Regions from separate parts of the Oryctolagus cuniculus genome. Here region 2 is linked to region 1. A link is a contact called in public Hi-C data. All regions are on one chromosome and are shown on one strand. Each heading gives the region's core, a stretch centred on a gene start, on an enhancer-like site or on the middle of the called end of the contact. The rest is flanking DNA. Distances are from core to core; before and after follow the strand shown.

Region 1 (6,557 bases), core at 2,980-5,479:
GAGGGTCACAGGAGCATGGGGTGGAAATACCAAAACTTCCAACATCTATTTTTCATTTCATCCTTTGAAAAGTACTATTGATGCTTGTGTTCTATGGTGGCCATAAAAGTATAATGTAAATGTATATAATATGTAAATAAGCATTCATAATCTTGGAAACACATGTTCAGGTTTTTTTTTTAAGGGGGACATAATCAGAACATTTGGAGACCATTAGTCCAGAATACACAGCATCTAAATTATGGATGATTCTCTATCCAGCATGAATAAAAATTCTTGCCCCCAAATTTCCTTTCGCTCTTGTTTAGTCAAATTGACTGATCCAGATGAAAGGAGACACAACCTTATTATTATTTTCAGAGACGCACATCAGAAGAGGAGATATATCAATCAATTTTTACTGTCCAAGACCAAAGGACAAGACTTTAATTCTGCTTTGAGCTGTAGGCTGGGAAGATTTTATAGAAAAAGTGCAGTTGGCATTGAAAGTAGTGACAAAGCCTTGATAAGAAAAGATGGGTAGCAGACCTTTTGAGAAGGAAGAAGTAGCATGAATACAGGAAAGAAGGCGAAAACACAAGGTTTCTTTAGTGAGCAGTGTGAGGTTCCATTTCACTAAAAGGTGTAGAAGTGGGTAAGACTAGCACAATGACTGATGCCAGTCCATGAGGCCTTGAATGCCTTGTAAGTTTAACATTATTCTGAAATCATGTTTTTACATGAGGTTGTTTCGATTTATTTTGCCTTTAAAGCTAGATACTCACTTTTTCCAAAGTTTACATTACGAAGATGAATTTGGCAGCACTGAGTATCAATGTGATGGGAAAGTGAACCATTAGGGAACTGAAGCCATCATCCAGATGGAAAGTATGACAGACTGGATCATGACGATGGTGGGGAGAATGGAAGGGCCATGTTTAGGAGACCTTACAGAGATATATTTGGAAGGACTTAGTCAACTGGATAGGAGCATTTTGATTCTGAGATTCTAAGATTAGGGAATTGGAAGAATGGTCCTCTTAACTGAAATTGAACCACAAGAAAACTAGGTGTTGAGTAAGAGATAAGGAGCAGAAAACTTAGGCCAGCTTTTCTGAGATAAAAGAGTTTTGCATGCAGGAAGTTTACTGGGGAGTTTGATGACTGACAGGTGGATTAACAGGACTCAGCATATAGTTATAGTCCAAGCCACAATGTACGGCAGCAAAGAGATTTCAACAAAAATCAGCAAAGGGAAGTTGTGCGTGGAATGAATTCTGGAGAAAATCAGATGCAAACCTCTCTCAACAGAGTCATGAAAGACAAATGTGGCAACCCGTGTGAAACGCTGTCTACCAGAGAAGCTCACTAGAGACTCAACACCTTGGGTTTTTACTGGGAGCAGGCCATGTAAGTATCCTTGGCCTAGCATGCACCAAAATTCCAGACTTCCAGAAGGAAAGCAGGTATTCAGTATAAAACACATTCTTAAACAAGGAATTAAGCTGCTCTCATCAGTTCTGGGATTGGTGTGAACCCTGCTGAAATGAAGGACTGCAGTCTAAGGCTGTTAATACAGGAGGTCTTCTAGGGAAAACAGGCCTGGGCGGAGAGAAATCGTCCAGCCAAATAATGAAGCAGTTGCAACAAAGGCCTGAGCCAATGCTACAGAGCTCTCTGGATGGCTATTGAAAAACATCCTAAATTACAACCCAGGAGCCAAAGCACTCCTACCCCACATGGATGAGACAGTGGCAGTTCCCTAAGCTGAAGGAAGAAACTCCTTCAACAATTCCTAGGAAAGGAAAAAGGAATTGAGCAATCTGCCAGAAAGCTCCAACCATAAGTGTTTTGGTCCTGTGGTTGGTATATCCCAGCATCTACTTTAGAGATCAAAAATAATTCAGTGCAGGACTGGTGAGGTGGCATAGCAGGTAAAGCCATCATCTGTGATTCTGGCATCCCATATGGTGCTGGTTCAAGGCTCACCTGCTCCACTTCTGATCCAGCTCCTTGCTAATGGCCTGGGAAAAGCAGCGGAAGATGTCCCAAGTATTTGGGTCCCTGCTACACATGTGGCAGACCCAGATGAAACTCCCAGCTCCTGGCTTCAGCCTGACTCAGCCCCAGCTATCGTGATCACCTGGGGAAATGAACCAGTGAATGGAATCTCTCTCTCTCTCTCTCTCTCTCTCTCTCTCTCTCTCTCTCTCCCTCCCCTTCTCTCTATGTAACACTGAATTTCAAATAAGTAAATAAATCTTAAAAAAATGTCAGTGCTCTTGGTTGTATGAACAGCTGCATTGCTTCTTTGCTAATGGGATCCAAACATGTTGAAGATGTTGCAATTCCAAGAGAAGAAATTCAAGTTCAACAGGGTCTAAATACAAGCAATGAGTGGAAGTAGGGTGTATAGAACACAATATTTCTGAATCATCTTAGCATCTAGGAGTCCTCAGAACAGCTTTAATTTTTCTCCGGAAGACCATAAGAGGAAGCTTCACTGATCACAGCCTACTTCCTTTTTACTCATCCCGCTATTCACATAAGGAATTATGCAGTGAAAGTGTTTGCCCAGCCCAAGGGAATCTGCCCTATTATAGGAGTAACACCCTCTCTTTTCAATGAGAAAATGCCCAACGTCCAAGTTCTTACTCTCACAATGATATTCAGACATCATTTTGTCTGACATCTTGGTTTTTGCATATCTTTTAAAAATATTAAGTCTTCTGATGTCATGAAGGCTTCAACAAGAAGTGTTATAATTCTTATAACTGAGGAAATTGAGGATGATGGGTCACAGCTCCCAGTCAGCAGCAGGCCCAGGGCTGACATCTGATGAGTCTCCTCTCCTCCTGCATTCTTTCCACTTCCCCACGTTGCCCTGTCTCCTCCACATCAACCTCAGATCCTCTCCTAGAAGATAGAACCAGGGAGATTGGAAATTTTTATTATTATTATCTTTTTAATTTGAAGAGTTAGATGGTTGTTGTTTTGCTCGAGGCTAATGTGCCAGAATCACAGACATAAACTTAATGAGCAAGGAGTCTGTAGGGGTTTGCAAAGAGCAATTCCTGCTTTGGGAATTCAAATATTCTGTTGTATGAGATTCTGTTGATTTTGGAAATGCTGTGAATCATTTCCTGAAAGAGCAAAATAATGGAAGCTTTCTATTCCAAGTTTCCAAGAAATGTTGTGAAGGCAGAAGACACTTGGGGATGCTAGGCCATGTAGAGAAGCCTTTGCAGTGCCCTGGTCAAGAGTGGACCCTTCCTCTGGATGACCGCAACATTCGGGACGCACCTCTGCCCTCCCTGGCAGGTGCTGTCTTCCTCGCCAGAGGTCGCACGGTGAAGGGAGAAGGCTTATTTCCTCTGTTTGAACAGGTTACATTGTCGGAAATGCATTCTTTTGTTGGTCAGAGAGCGATATTAGAACCTGGAGACCCAATTTGCAGAATGTTAGTAAGGGCTTTTTATCAGGGGATTTCCAGGGAAGTCAGCACCTCTCCTGTCACTGTCATTCAGAACCCCAACTAGAGTGCAGGATTCATGTTTGCGTCCATGCACTGGACGCAATGAAGCTAGGAAACAGTCATCATTTCCATTCTAGCATCTCACATTCTCTCTCGATCTTTTAGCCCTTTGTAATGCAAATATAAAACTTCACCACAAGTTGAAACTTGAGGCCAAACAAAACTTTTCTGAAGGCTGGGAACATTTTCCTCAAATGATAGAGTGGCGCTCCATTGACCTTTCCCAGCAAGCAGGAGGGCAGAAGTGTGGCTGTGTGACCTGGAACACAGTAAGCGATTCTGTCTCCAAGACTCACACTGGGGTCAGATCACATCTCTTAGGCTCCTCATCTCAAATTTCATGCAAAGAGATTTTTTAAAAAACTATGGGGATTCTGGTGAACCCAGAACAATTTTCCCTCTAGAACTTATTTGTCAAAGACAATCTCCAATTTTCTCTCACATTGCCTTTGCTGAGGACCAAATTTAGCTTTGTAGTTTGACTCATATTATCCATTTGTGTTTTCATGCTACCTTCTTATTGGGCAGAAGGCAAAAGGTCAAGCTGGAATGATTACACTTGGCAGGGGACTTTTTAAAACCAAAGTTTCTTAGGCATGTTGGGATCTGTGTTTCTCTTTTGAGCAGAAGAGTGGGGTGTAATAGAGGTTCATGTAGCCACAGGTCAGGACCCTCACCATGGCAGTTGTTGAAAGGTAAAAACATTCTGAGGTGCCCAGATGTGCTGTTTACTGGGACTGTGTTCCAAGGCATTTTTCTATGTTGGTAGCTGACACCCGCGCCTCACACAACAGGAAGGAGTCTGAAGAGAGGATGCGTAACACTAGTGCAACATTCACAAGACTTCTACAAGTCCCAGAGATGTTTGGCAGCTGAGAAGACTTCCCCTGTCTTTGTAGCTGAGCTGCTTACTTGTCTCCTTTGACGCCAGTGGACCCTTTGCTTATTATGGTAATGCATATGGATTCTTCAATTGCACCAGGTTATGGGGTGTTGGAATCACCAACACTGCCTGTACATCCTAATACAAAAATCACGAGATTTGATTGTAGCATGTTTCCGAAAAGTGGAGCAAAATAGCAACTTCTGGCAACCAGCTTATGTAGAATGATATTAAAACATTCTACAAACCCATTCATTCCAAGGAAAACCCGGGAACTAACAGAATTATGGATTCTTAGAGCTGTAAGGAATCTACTCAGCCTCAGTGTCTTGGGACATTCTTCTAAGTCCAGTGACCTCACCACCTGTTCATCTCAGTAAGCACTTCCAGTCAGCCACCCTCTGTGCCCCACCCTGTGAATCTGTTCATCATCTGGAAGCTGATCTCAGATTCCAATAGCTGCTCTTGGAAAACAACCTCCAAACATTTCCGCCATCCCCACAGCTGTGTTCCCACCACTGGGCTCGCTGCCATCCGCAATGTCAGCAGCCTCCCCGGCCACCCTGCCTTGGCTTTGCACTCCATGCAGAGAGGCTCACGTCTCTGCATCCCTGGTTGCGCCCAAGGGAAGCTATGCAGTATCTTGGCCAGGTGACTCTGCCCCTGCTGTCATTCAACAGCTCTGTGACTATTTCCTGAACTGTCTCTGTGAGAATAACTTGGCTGGCCCCATTGCTGAAATGTCAGCCTCCTGTCACCCACACCCAGGGTGCTCCCTCCTCCTTCTTTTAGCTCCCACACATACTTGAAGATTCAGCCTTGGAGGCACATCCTCTCAGAGCCTTCCCCAATCATTTCTTCCATTCTACCCTCTGCATCCCATTACACTAAGTCGAGTGCACCCTATCCCCTCCCCACCTGTGCTGCACACCTGCATCCATGAATTGTTCTCTGTAGCTGTGTCATCTGCCCACTAGATGAATGTATTCTGGTGTGCAGATGTGTCTGGACTTATGAAGGGGCTACATCCCTTGATCAATGGTTGAAAATATTATAAATTAAAAATGCACTTAATACACCTAAACTACTGAACTACTGAACATCGAAGCTCAGCCTAGCCTGCCTTAAGTGTGCTCAGAACACCTCGGTTAGCCTACAGTTGCACAAATTAATCTAACAAAGTCTATTTTATAATAAGATGTTGAATATCTTGGGTAATTTATTAAATACTGTAGTGAAAGGGAACAACAGAATGGTTGTCCAGGTACTCCATTTTAATGTACACACTGAAAGAAAGCCTCATCATAAAGTCTAAGATCCATAAGTCAAACCATTGTAAGTCAGGGACTGTCTGTACTCACCTTTGGAGTTTCGACTACTGATTAACTTTAGGATCTTGGGCAACTTATTTAACTTTCTAAGCCTCAGCTTCCTCATCCGGAACTGGTTATTAATCGGATTATAGGTAAAGCACTTACCACAACCCTTGATTATAAGTAAAAAATAAATACATGTTGAATAAAAGCATGTCAAAGGAACACCCTCAGAATACTCCCTGAAAGAAAAATATTTATCCTTTAAGCACTTGTTCTGACAAGGAGCGAGTTTCACGATCAGAAAACTCTAATTATAGTGGAACTGAAACAATAATGACTTCACTCACATTGGTTTTACTGACATAAATGAGCACCACTCCCAGTGTCCCCTGCTATGAGCTAGAATCTGAGACTCTCAGGGCATCCTCTCCTCAGTCTTCAAGAACTTGACCCTCACGTGCTGCTGTCTTGGCCACTACTTCTGATGCAGTCAGCTGCGGTGGCAGGGTCACTCCTGGGCAAGGCGATTCCCAGCTGGTGCCCGCAGCTGCCACTCCCACTGGGGCGTCAGGTGAGGAGTTAACGGATTCATCACCTTCTACTGCGCCACTCTGCCCCGAGTGTGGCTGTGGTCCTCTCCCTCCAACTCCCTTCAGGACAGCAGAAGCCAAACTATTTGAGACACGGATCAGATCACAACGAAGCCCAGGGACAAAGACAGAGAAGCAGTCAATGCTGGCGCAGGGGTCCTGTCGCTGCTACAAGGAAGTGCCTCAGAGTCTGAAGTCTCCCTTCCTGGGAGATGAGGTTAGACGGACTCTGGGTCCCAGGGTTCTGATTTCCT
Region 2 (6,557 bases), core at 1,901-4,400, 74 kb after region 1:
TTTTCCCAGGCCGTCAGCAGGGGGCTGGATCAGAAAAGGAGCAGCCAGGACACAAGCTAGCACTCGGATGGGATGCTGGCATTGCAGGCAGAGGTTCTACCAGTAACACAAATACCTGCAATGCCACAATGCTGACACCTGACCTGTTTATTCTTTGTAAAATATATTTCAATAGCTCCCACTTACAAATTTTGTTTTTATTAATTAAACTTTCTAAAAGCTTCAAAAGCTGAAGTTTTATATACTCCATTTGATTATTTGAATAAAGATGCCTAATTGATTTTAAACAGAATATAACCCTAATAATTAGAGCTTTATTTCCAAAAAGGTCTAATACCATGGTAGAATATTAGGTTGACTTAAAAATTAATTATTTAAAGGAATACTTTAGGGGCCGGCGCTGTGGCGCAGAGGGTAAAGCCGCCGCTTGCAGTGCCGGCATCCCATAGGGGCGCTGATTCGAGTCCCAGATGCTCTACTTCCAATCCAGCTCTCTGCTATGGCCTGGGAAAGCACAAGATGGCCCAAGTTCTTGGGCCCCTGCACATGGGTGGGAAATCCAGAAGAAGCTCCTGGGTCCTGGCTTCAGATCAGCCCAGCTCTGACCATTCTGACCATTTGGGGCGTGAACCTGCAGATGAAAGATCTTTCTGTCTGTCCCTCTGTCTAAAACTCTCTCAAATAATTTTTTTTAAAGAAATACAGTTCAATCTATAAAAGAATAAGGTAACTCTATGTGTACTGACTTCAAAAGATACCTATTGGTGTATCACACTATGTGCACTGTTCCATTTAAAAAAGGAAAGAAAAATAATTAGAACAGTGTGCAAAACATGATCCCATATTTATATATGTAAAGAAAATATCTGGCAGCTTATAGATTCAGAGTTACAGAAAGAGGAAGAGACAGAGAGGTCTTCCATCCGCTGGTTCACTCCCCCAAATGGCTGCAACGGCCTGAGCTGAGCTGACCCGGAGCCAGGAGCTAGGAACTTTTTTGGGATCTCCCATGTAGTTAACAGGGGCCCAAGGACTTGGGCCATCTTCTACTGCTTTCCCAGATGCATTAGCAGGGAGCTGGATCGGAAGTGGAGCAGCTAGGACTTGTATCGGTGCCCATTTGTGATGCTGCCACTGCACCACAGTGCCTTTAGTAAGTATTTTTTCATGTTAAAGTAGAAGTCTGGGGGTTGGGGACATCTGATGCTAAACATGAAATACTGCACTCAACCTGAACAGTTTTTCAGAGAATTTCCTTTCTTCTAAAGGATTTATGGCTATTTAAAAAGTTAGCTCTAACAGTCTTTTCAACATTTGAAAATACACTTATTTTTCAAGCATTTATTGGGTACATTAGACTCCAGGGATATAAAGAAGAATGAGGCATTGTTTCTGCCTTAAAGAAACTCCAAGTTTATTGCAAGAGACAGACAAGTATACATATAAGCACAATCAAGTGTTGAAGTTAAATGTAACACCAGTGTTGCAGAGATCTAAATAAAAAGAACAGGTCATTCTACCTGGAAGGCAACATTAGCAGAAAAGACCATAAGTCATGTTTCAGGTGAAATCCATCCCCCAAGAGAGAAAGAGACAGAACTCTCATACATAGTTCACTTCCCAAATGCCTACCATGGCTAGGGCTGAACCAAGACAGAAGTTGGAGCCCAAAACTCAAACTGGGTCTCCCACAGAGGTGGCAGAACCCAACCACTTGAGCCATCACAGCTGCCTCTTGGGGTTTGCACTGTCAGGAAGCTACAACTGTAGCCAGAGGTGGGAATTGAACCCAGGTACTCTAATGTGGGACAAAGGTATCCTCACTGGAGATTTAACTGATAAGCAAAACTCCTACTCTGAGCTGAATTTTGAAGATGACATACTGCTCGGTCAAGAGAAAAGAAGTACAATAGTGTATATATACATATACATACGCACACATATATACATACACACATACTTATATACATGGACACATACTTGCAGAGTGTCTCTAGATAAGAGTGCTATAAAGATAAAAGAATGAGAATTTTTAAAAAATTTATTGAGTTACAGGAGAGAGGGAGTCAGAGAGAGAGAGAGAGAGAGAGAGAGAATATCAATCTTCCCTCTGCTGGTTCACTCCCCAAAAGACTGCAACAGCTAGGGCTTTGCCAGACCAAAACCAGCAACCTGGAACTCTGTCTGGGTCTCCCATGTGGGTGACAGGAGTCCAAGGATTTGAGCCATCATATGCTGCTTTCCCAGGTGCATTAGCAGGTAGCTGGATTGGCAGTGGAACAGCCAGGACATGAACTAGCAACCATATGGGATTCCAGCATTGCAGGTGGTAGCTTAACCTGCTATGCCACAACAATGGCCCCGATGGGAACTTTTAACACCAATCATTGAACAAAACAATGTTAAAAGCTACTATTCAAAGCTAAACATTGATTTATATTATTTTGTTTTCTATGCCAGCTAAGTTTTGGTTATTTTTACAAAATTTTTTTCTAAAATAGAAGTCTGCAAAAATGTTTTTGAAATGTATGGTTAATTTATAAATTGAAAAACTGCCTTACAAACACAAAGACTATGCTCTCTCTGATCCAATTCTGACATATTCCTAAAAGTCACTGCCTTGTAGTTCCAAAGCACAAACGTTTGAGTTAAACACAAATATAAGCCCAGCACAATAAATATGGTCTGTTTTCGTAGAGGTTGCATTTTGCTAATGCTTATATGTTTTTAGTCCTGCTTTCAGACAGTGTAACTCTGTAGCTGCAAATTATTACCAAATACGTCTAAGAGCGCACACTGTGTAGAGAAAAAATTCATGGGCTTCCTACCTCATGAAGTGTGAGATGCTTTCCATCCTTTCTCTTTGAGTCGAATCTGCCATATATTGCACTGTATTTTCGAATTTCCTCCTCTTTGTGTGGATCGTCATCACTCATCTCAAAGATGTGACCAATCATTTTGGCCAACTTCTTGTTGGTTTTCAGCAGCTCTTTTACTTCGTTCAAGTCACTTTTTGGCAGCGTGGGGGCCATTCGCTCCACACACTCAGCCACAGAGAGTGCGGCAGCAGCATCTAGGGCCTCGCTGCTTTCCTTTGGGGAAGCTGGGGAGCCAAGGTCAGCTGGGGACAGGCTGTGCTCACTTTCGGTAGCATGGTGGCCCTGCCAGAGCCTGGACTCTCCAACGCTCTGCAGTGCCAGGCTCCCCACATCGGACTTCCCCTGTCCCAAGCTCTGCACACAGGTCGTGGCAGCACATTTGGGGATTTTTAAGTGAGGTTCCCGGGTATTGCTGTTCCTTTCGTAACTACTGCAGGATATTCCCAGCCACGTCGGTGATCCCTCTGGTAACTTATAAATGGGTATGCTACTGACAGGAAGGGAAGTCAGCGGCTGATTGAAAAGGCCCGGGTTCGTAACCCAGTCTCTCAGAGCCTTCTGCAGCCTTCTAACATGAAGGGGCTTGCTAGCCATGCCCACGAGTGCCATAATCTCCAAAAACTCCTCTTCTCCAGCTTCACAGAGCTGCTGCACATCATCACCACCTTGTTGGATAAAAGCATCGAAATAAGAAAGAAGATTGGCTTTCTGTAATATTCTATACAGCTGTAACTCCCCCAGGGTCCTGGGTAAAGCCGCGGCCATTACTGTGGATGGGTTAAACCTGCAAAAAGAAGAGAGAAAAAATTCAAACTCCTTAAATCGAATAGGCTGGGCACTACAGGATTTAAGAATGTAATACAGAGGAACAAAAACAAGGAGCATTTGCATTGCAACCATCAAGAGAGCGCCATTCTTTCTATGTAAGTACTTTATCTCATTTTGCACTCCAACAACTCTAAAGGCCAGACCTTCCTGGAGAAAAACCAGCAAGCAGAAGTCTGGAGACCCAAAGACTCACGAGGCTCCACAACCCACAGTTTGGGCAGACTTGGCTATTTCCATGGTGCGGACACAGATGTAGATTGAAAATAATCAAATTTAGCAAGAGGAGAGAAGTACTACAGTTTACCACCATTTGTTAAATACTGACTGTGCCAAGAAGTATCATGGACACTTCACATGTCTAATCCTCAGAACAGCCTTGTGAAGTAGGTATAGTTATTTCCATTTCATAAAGAAAAATTAGCAGGATTAGTCTGGCAGGTAAAGGAAGATTTCAGTAAGACCTGGAGGTAACAAAATAGAAGATGGCATATTTAGGAACCAAGAAAGAGGCAGCAAAAATTCAAACAAATAAATGACAAGACTTGGTCATTTCTTAGGCATAAACATGAAAAAGGAAAGGAAACAGTTACAGTTCTAGGAAGAGAAGAGTTATAGGTGACAATGGGATTATATAACAGAGAAAAATCAGGACGATGGGATTCCCTCTGACATGCATGGTACTTGAACATGGCACAGGGCAAGATGCTAACGTACAACTACTCTGCATGCAAACATCAAGACTGTGTCTACACATGTATCAAGGACACAGATGCAAAATGTAATCTGAGGCCATCATAGCAGCAGCAGAGGTCAAGGTCAAGGAAGAAACATACTTTTAGAGCCCAAGCAACATAGAGAAACCTGTTGTTAAAAAGACAGAACAAGAGCTAGTAAAGCACTTCTTGACCTCTTAGCAGCCTTTAAAAGTTGTTCAGTTGCCTGGAGACCTCCCACATACAAAGAGGAGTTGGCTGAGTACTTCCATTTAAGAGAAACAAACTTGTTGTAATCAATGTACCCTTAGAATCAAAAGGACCCTGTAGCCCTCTATGGAAAAAATTACAGAGGGCTTAAAAAATGCACACATCAGAGGAAAGTACAAGACCTGCTCTCAACTCAAACAGTTCGGATCAACACTTGAATGGGAGATACTGCAATCAGAGAAATATATCTCTGAAAGCCAGAAAGTCAAATGTGGACTTTTGTTGTCAAATGCTGTCAGCCAAAAAGTTAGACAAAATTTTAGTTTCAGTCACATCAACCTGGAGAATGGGTCTCCCTCTAAGGGCTGTGACTGGAAGTTCTGTATCCTCCATAATCTGTTTTGATCAACCAGTGACCTCCTCGTATTTTATGGCTCTTTATTTGTGAAGGGCTAGAATGGACATAGCCAGGTGACCTGATGACCTACTTCCCAAGAGACAAAACAGATGTAATCTGGACCCAGCTGCTTCTGCTAATCCCAAGGAAATCATATAAGGTGTTTTTGAACAAAGTTTCCCAGGTCCCTGGGCCGCATGCAGGTGATTGCCCATGATTTGGCAAAGAGGGCAAACTGCAGAGAAAATCCCTATTTAGTTTGCCCTCTGGAGCACCACAAACTCCCACAAGTCCTATAGGATCACCCAGGTTCCTTAGGTCCACCTTCATGTTCAGGCTGCCCCAGTTCTCTGGATAAAAACAAACATTTTGCATCTTCTCACTGCAGGGACAGACCATCATCTAGGTGGACACTAACCCAGAAAACACAGCTCTTGGGAGTTACAGACTCAAATTTAGGTTTATATTAAATAGTAACATACCAAATGAAGGGCTTCCTGAAAATGTTGAGATTGGAGGGGAAAACAGTCAACTTCCCATCATTCTCCTAATGCAAGTCTTCTGCAGGCAGTCAATTCAAGAGTATTAAAAAAATACATATCCACATACATAAATATATGTGTACACACAAGATTTTTCATACGAGGACTCTAACTCTGTAGGGTTTGTGGAGTGGTCAATTATTCACCTGATGTACTCCCCAGACCATGGAACAGAGGAAAGAGCATATCAGAAAAACCAGAACAAAGCTTTTAGAAATCTTTTTATGAAGTCAGGAAAAAAAATGGTAGTCAAATATAAAAGATAAATTTAAGAAAAGTAAAACTAAAAGACCTAGACTTTTTTCCTCCTGAATAAAGGCAATGATTTTAGCAAATAAGAATTTTCAAGTTTTATCCTTTCTTTACCCAGAAAAAGGAAACACTCTAGTTCCTATGACGCCGGTGAGAAATCAGTTATGAATATATTATCTGCATAAGGATTGACAGGGCCAGGTGCACATTTCCAAAGTCGAGACAACAGATGAAGATAAACAAGTAAACCAGGAGGCTTTCAGAGGCCCACAGCACCCCACTGGGACAGAAGCTTTCTAAGCTTTTGCTTTAAGACAGTGTTTCGGTTTCTCTCCAAAGCCTGCTGTGATCATTTAAACATCCACTACTTCATACATTCACTTGATTCGATTTCAAAGAAAACTTTTTTTGGAGATTTTTCTATTTTCACAAAACCTGTAATCGTTTATGCTTAAACTTGAAGGTCAAATAAGTTGAAAGTAAGGTTTCTACCTGTATCACAACACTATATTCAGGTAGCTCCTATCGCTTCTCGGCCTTTTGGCTAAGATCAAGTGCAGGTAGCTCCTAGTACGGTGAATCTATGAAACTGTAGACCAGTACCTGGCCTTTTCAAGATATCCCGGAACATCCATGCTGAGCCTAACCTTTCTATAAATTCCACAGTTAAAAGAAACCGGTTGCTCACTTTTACTGTATTCAAAAGTTAAACCTGAGGTCTGGCTGCCCGTGCACA

What was found. Hi-C and Micro-C count contacts between places; a contact is called where the count stands out from the background.
Region 2: a Hi-C map of an unstated tissue shows a contact between it and region 1, with 1.5 times the contacts expected there. The contact joins two enhancer-like sites. A contact is called at or near these places in 2 of 6 Hi-C or Micro-C datasets (psoas muscle and an unstated tissue).

What each region holds. Positions count from the first base shown.
Region 1 is chr3:49,617,767-49,624,323 of mOryCun1.1, forward strand. No RefSeq gene overlaps it. Among named protein-coding and RNA genes, the nearest start is that of NAB1, 87 kb to the right of the region's middle. Within about 2 kb of position 4,230, at least 2 of the 8 cell types and tissues checked have an H3K27ac peak or open chromatin away from gene starts, as enhancers often do.
Region 2 is chr3:49,692,876-49,699,432 of mOryCun1.1, forward strand. It overlaps NAB1 (NGFI-A binding protein 1), which reads right to left. Exons shown (of 8, transcript XM_002712343.5): 2 at 2,829-3,663. The coding sequence starts at 3,644. Among named protein-coding and RNA genes, the nearest start is that of NAB1, 12 kb to the right of the region's middle. Within about 2 kb of position 3,151, at least 1 of the 8 cell types and tissues checked has an H3K27ac peak or open chromatin away from gene starts, as enhancers often do.